Regions from separate parts of the Mus musculus genome. Here region 2 is linked to region 1. Evidence: chromatin contacts called from public HiChIP or PLAC-seq data. All regions are on one chromosome and are shown on one strand. The core of a region is the stretch at or near the end of the contact, and the rest is flanking DNA. Distances in the headings are between cores, read along the strand shown. Region 1 has its middle 120 kb from the start of Gm36851. Region 2 has its middle 11 kb from the start of Gm36851.

Region 1 (3,122 bases), core at 289-2,788:
GGTACATATGCATGTGTTTATATCTGGGAGGAGTTGGAGAAGGGGAAAAATGATCAAAATAAAATTTATGATGAATGAAGTCTTCCAAGGGTTAATAAAATCTGTACTAAAGTAAGTTAATTTTGTAGAATATCTGCTAAAACCCCTAATTGTAATGGAAGACATACATTACTAGCATATAACTTTTCATATTTTTGGAGGATGAGAAGGACCTACACAATTACTAATTATATATTCCTAAATTTTCTCCAACAAATTAAGAATCATTTAAATATATTGACAAAAACTCATTGGAGGTTTTTTGGGGCCAAAATGAAGACTCTTGGTAAATGTTCTTAAAGTTGCAAATTCTAGCCTCACTTTGTTTCTTTTTTTTTTAAACCTATTTTATTATAAAGCAATCTCTTGTTCTTTTATATTAAAACATCCATCACCAGTTGTACAGAAGGGAAACTAAGCAAGGGAAAGTTGTGAAACAAGACCCTAATTTCTTGTACATACAACACCCTGGGAATCAGGTGAACCAGTACTGGACAAATTCAACAGACAAGTAAAGAAAATATAACCAGGTTCCAGTGGTTGAATAGAAGAGAGACAGAAAGTTATCTAATTGCTCATCAGTTAAGAAAAGTTTCAAAACTAGTAAGGGTAATTGTTAGAGAGGGCACAGGGGTTATAACTCATGGTGCTTGGGCAGGGTAGGAGGGTGAGCGTCTCTTGGCAATCTAGAGTGGTTTCTTTTAAAACTGGCATTTTAACTCCTAAGAGTGTGTCCCAAAGAAACACAAATGTCCATAGCAATTTATGCCTCTTAAGCAAAGTATTTATAATAATAAAAAAATTGAAAACAACCCACAAATCTTACAATAGGGGTGTCTGTTTTGATAATTAATTTGATACTCATGTTCTGAAATATAGTTTTAAGAATGACATGGTAGAATAGAATTTGACACCATGAAAAAGCTTAGAGTATGTTATTATGTGAAAAGAAGGGAAGACTACAAAGCAATATCCACAGCATGGCTCTCATATTGTAATAAAAGCACACAAAACATTGGAATGGCAAGAGTCGCTGTTTTGAGTTGCCAAAATTATACATGATTACTTTGTATTTTATGGCATTATTTAAATGTCCTATAACAGCCTTATTATTGACTTTGTGATATGAATGAAAAAATAAATAATATGAAAATGACTCAAATGTCTGATTACTTAGTGGCAAATCATTTATGCATTTTGGAATTGAGACTGTCTAAGAAATCAGATGAGTACAGTCAAATTTAGTCCAGGTGGGGAATTTGTGATATCCAGATCTTGGTGGTGGTAGCATCTTCGGTGAAGGTTTTGTTATTTTGCCTAACAAAGACTGATGGAGAAGCAAAGGTATTAGTCATTTTGAGCATTTGGCACGTTTCCAAAACACTGAGTCAATCTAATGTAATTACTTTTTCATAATTATCGTCTCAGAAGTGCTTAACTTTAGTTCTGACTAATCTTTAGTCAGTGCCTTACGTTTCCTGCTTGTGAACTTGGGGGCAGAGGGGACAGCAAATAAACACTGAGGCGCATTGGTTACCTACTATTTAAAGAGAACCCACAGGGATTAGTTATTTGAAGTGAATTTTTTTTTCTGGTTATAGAAGCAATGACTATTGATGTCTGTTTTGCTTTGCTTATATCATGGTTGCTTAAGTGAGGTCCTCTGGCATGCCTGGGTAATCAGTGCCCCCAGAATGGCTCTTGGCTACAAGCCACAGTGACCTCTTGGGGGAGATCCAATAACAATAGCAACAACATGCCCTAAAACAGAACTGTGCTAAGTCCCAGAGCTCTGTGCTGTGATGTTGCTATTTTCAACCACTATGGGTAGCTTTGAAAAATTGATTCTTAGATTCTTTTTACTGAGGTTCAAGGGTATTTTTATTTTCCTTTCTAAATTGCCTAAGGCTCTGGAATCTCTGTTTGTCTTATTTTGGCGGTGACTATAATTCTAATGGAGCATGTAATGTGTGCAATGTCTACTTTTCTGCCAGTTTTGAATTATGCAAGGAATTGGCTTAAACAGAGTTAAAATAGTATCAGTGCACAAAGTATTTAGTGAGTATTAAAAAAAATCTGTGCTTTATGAGTTGACTTTATTTTTACTCTTCTAGAAGTTGCATAAATGTCCAGCTTTTGCATTTTCTGGTAATATTTTCATTTCCATCCTTTATGCCTGTAGACTACTGGTTTATCAGGCTGAGTCTTCAGGTAGCTTGCTATCACATGCAACCCAGAAGTTCATTCTCATGGTTCCACTGAAGCAGAGAGAAACAGCTTCTACAATCCTCCCAGGACTCTCAGTCTCCAGCTAGGGTCATGACTGCAGGCGATGATGCCTGAACACAAACTTCTGTGTAGCTCCACCAGAGTCATGTACTATTCCCAACCTCTCAACAGAATAAGGCTGTGCCAAAAAAAGGGGTTAGGTGGAGATTTATATAAAGACATGATGTTTGAGGGCACAATACCTCTCAGAAGGCTAAGGTCATAGCCCAGCAACAGGGTTTTCATAGGCCATAGCTCATAACTACTGCCATCTGCTGTGAGAGAGACTTGTGCTCAAAGAAACCTGGACTTGTGTTCAAACTGTCACTGGAAGGATGAATGTTTTGAAGATGGTGATATGACCCAAAGCAATCTACAGTATCCATGTAAGCTCATAAAAATTACAGTGATATTCTTCATAGATTCAGATTAAATTCTAAAGTCTGTTTGGAAATACTTAAGACCACAGGTAGCCAATGCACTTCAAAATAAAAGGCATGCAGCTGGAAACATCACACTACTCACCTCAAAATACACCACAAAAGTGTAGTGACAAAGCCAATATGGTCCCGAACAACATCAGACATGTACACAGACCAATGCAACACTACAGAAGATTCAGAGGCAAACTCACACACCTGTCACCATCTAATTATTTATACAATGATACAGAAACCACATACCAGCAAAAGAGAGCCTTGACAATCAATGGCGCTGGTAAAGCTGGATGTCCATCTGCAGAAGAATCAAGTTAGCACTAGATCTTTCTGCCTACAAAATCAGCTGAATCACAGATCTTAATATCAAACTGGAAA
Region 2 (3,122 bases), core at 280-2,779, 130 kb after region 1:
GTTGTTGTTGTTGTTGTTGTTTTAATTTTCTCATGGAAGCACAATGAGATGCTAGCCCTGGTGTACTTACTAAATTTATTACAGAATTCCTTTTCATCTGGCACGTGACTCTCATGTTCACTTGCCAGCTTGGCCCTGGCTCCGACTTTAGACTATCTCCTAAAAGCTTTCATATTTTCATGAGAATGGCACAGTCACAGATGAGCTGGACTTGAACAAGACATAAAACAGATCTTCAGTCTAACTCAGCACGACATAGCACTGCTGTGCTGCTGCTGTGAGTCACGTTAGTGGAAGGATTTAGGCAGGTAAGTCCTCCATAAAAATTCTTCTCGTGCTCTTCAGCTCCAGGATGCTGGATTTTAAGAGTAATTGTGATATTTTTCCAAGATCTAGATTTAAAACTCTGTGTCTAATATTGGTTTTGAAGGGCATTTGCCCAGTGGCCTACTTCTGATTTAGGAGTAATTCTAGGTCATGAGCATTGCCGTAATCCATCATTGAACTTCTCTAGGACAGAGACCCCTACATGCATCCTAAGGCTGGTCCAGTTCTTAATCTCCATTCTTTTCTTACATGGTATGGATATCACATTCTCTTTGCTCTTCCACACAACTGTATTATCTCTATCTCATTTTACATATGCCCTTAAATACTTTAGGTAAATTTCCCTGTTGTCATCATTGGAGATTTAATGATGGGCATAAGATATAAGAGTCTGTGTTCCTCCACCACTGAAGAGATGCACCAATGTAAAGGTCCTTCACCATCACCATACTTATAAGTAACCATGAGAACACAAGCTCCAGAAAAAACAGTGAGAAGGTTTAAATGGAAAATGAAATGTTAGAAACTCACATTTTTGATAGATTTAAAATTGTGTGGGAGAGGGAAAGGCATCAACAAAACTTTAGCGAATATCAATTAAATTATTTCACTGCAGTGATCAGAGAAAGAAAGAAAACAAAGACACCTAAGGCATCAAAAATGTTCTTTAGTGATTGAGCCCCAGAAAGAAAGGAAAGAGAATTTCCTTGAAGAAATAATGGATGAAAAAAACCAAATGTGATCAGAGCAGTGATACATAAGACCCCAGTTCAGCAGACCTCAGAAGGGTAAACAACAAGGTCAAGAAAGCCATGCTGAGGTATTGTCACAATCAAATTATTGAAAACTGAAAATACGAGGTGAGAATTCCACACCAGCTCAACTGAACTGTAAAAACACAAGATGACATCTACAGCTGAGGGGACTTGTAGCTGAGGAGAAGGAGGAACCTCAGGAATGTCATGTGTGTCATTAAATACTGAAAGGGAGTCTTTGTTTAGCATTGTAAAATTTATATAGATGAGAATAAACAAAAATAAAATATTAGGGTGCGTTTTACAACACACACACAGACAATAAAAAGTCCTCAGATTTAGTGTGGCCATGACATTATTTATGACTCCGGTCTCTGTTGACCCTAATGATGACTCAGTCTGTGTTGACTGTGATGTGATGACTTGTGTCTCTGTTGATTGTGACAAAGTGACTCAGGTCTCTGTTGATTGTGACATGGTGACTCAGATCACTGTTGACCATGAGGGGATGACTTGGGTCTCTAATGATTCTGATGTGATAACTCAGATCTCTGTTGACTGTGACATGGCGATTCAAGTCTCTATTGATTGTGACATGGCAACCTGGGTCTCTGATGATTGTGACATGATAAATTGGGTCTCTGTTGATTGTGATGTGATGACTTGAGTCTCTGTTTATTGTGACATGGTGACTTGTGTCTATGTTGATTGTGATGGGATGACTCAGGTCTCTGTTGATGTTGACATAGTGACTCGGGTCTTTGTTGATTGTGACATGGTAACTTGGATCTCTGTTGATTGTGAGATGATGACTCAGGTCTCTGTTGACTGTAACAAGGTATCTCAGGTCTTTGTTGATTGTCACATGATAACTTTGGTCTTGTTTGATTGTGACATAGTGACTGGCATCTCTGTTGATTGTGACATGATAACTCCAGTATCTGTCTTGCTTTTGGGCTACTCACTCCATTTGTTCTTACTGACTTTCTTTCTAAGATCACATTTTCAGTCTTTTCTATTACCTTTTATATCCATAATTGCTTGCATCATTTTTTATGTCTCCTCTGGGGATTAAAATGCATACTTTTAACCTCCCATACCCCAATTTGAATGACTATTATAATGCTTATGGGAGAAAGGTATTTGATAAAAGTCACTATTTCTCTATGACTACGTGTTGCTCCAGCAGATGACCTGGAGTTCCCAGGACTCACAAGGTGGCTCACTACTATGTGGAACTACAGTTCCAGAGGATCAGATACCTCCTCTTGGTCTCTGCAGATGTTGCATGGATGTGGTGCACAGACATACATGAAAGGAAAAATTCATGTACATAAAATAAAAATAAATAAATCAAGGACTGTAGAGATGGCTCAGCAGTTCAGAGCACTTTTTGTTCTTGCAGAAGATACAAGTTCCCCAGCACCCACGGTGGCTCACAGCTGTCCACAACTCCAGTGTCAGGGGATTCAGTGCCCTCTTCTGATACCTGCAGGTTCAGGGCACACATGTAGTGCATAAACATACTTGTGAGTAAAACAGCCATACACATAAAATAAAATAAATAGTTTAAAATACCTAAAAATAAATCTTTAAAAGATTCCTGAAATGTAGAAACTGGAAGGAAATTTCTCAATAATAAAATAAGAATCTTAAAATAACATCATGAAGCTAACATTATACAATGGTGAGAGAAATCTCTTCAGATCAGTAACAAAAGAAGACAGGTTTTGTCTTCATTATTTGCATTCAGATTGTATTGGACACTTAAGGAAAATGAAACAAACAAACAAAAAACCCAAAAATATAAAAATGGAAGGGAGTGTGTGGAGGTGAGGAGGAGTGGAAGGACAGTCTGCATGAGGAGAGACTGGGAGGACGAGGACTGATATTGGGATGTAAAATGAATAAATAAATAAATTTTTAAAAAGCAAAAACACCCCCCCAATAAAGGTCATAAAAATTAAGTAAGACCCTGTGATCACATCACAAAATTGTGTTAGTACTCAGGAATCCTCAAAACACTCTTAAGATGAATGA

Evidence for each region. HiChIP or PLAC-seq counts read pairs in DNA pulled down with a chosen protein or histone mark.
Region 2: an H3K27ac HiChIP or PLAC-seq map of a colorectal cancer cell line shows a contact between it and region 1, with 2.6 times the contacts expected there. The contact joins two enhancer-like sites. A contact is called at or near these places in 1 of 15 datasets of contacts at CTCF or cohesin (the NIH/3T3 cell line), 2 of 484 Hi-C or Micro-C datasets (group 2 innate lymphoid cells and nephron progenitors) and 2 of 115 datasets of contacts at active chromatin or transcription factors (a colorectal cancer cell line and pancreatic cancer cells).

The regions. Positions count from the first base shown.
Region 1 is chr5:101,119,258-101,122,379 of GRCm38.p6, forward strand. No RefSeq gene overlaps it. Among named protein-coding and RNA genes, the nearest start is that of Gm36851, 120 kb to the right of the region's middle. Within about 2 kb of position 1,539, at least 10 of the 459 cell types and tissues checked have an H3K27ac peak or open chromatin away from gene starts, as enhancers often do. A contact at or near this core is called in a colorectal cancer cell line, where this site is marked.
Region 2 is chr5:101,249,097-101,252,218 of GRCm38.p6, forward strand. No RefSeq gene overlaps it. Among named protein-coding and RNA genes, the nearest start is that of Gm36851, 11 kb to the left of the region's middle. Within about 2 kb of position 1,530, at least 15 of the 459 cell types and tissues checked have an H3K27ac peak or open chromatin away from gene starts, as enhancers often do. A contact at or near this core is called in a colorectal cancer cell line, where this site is marked.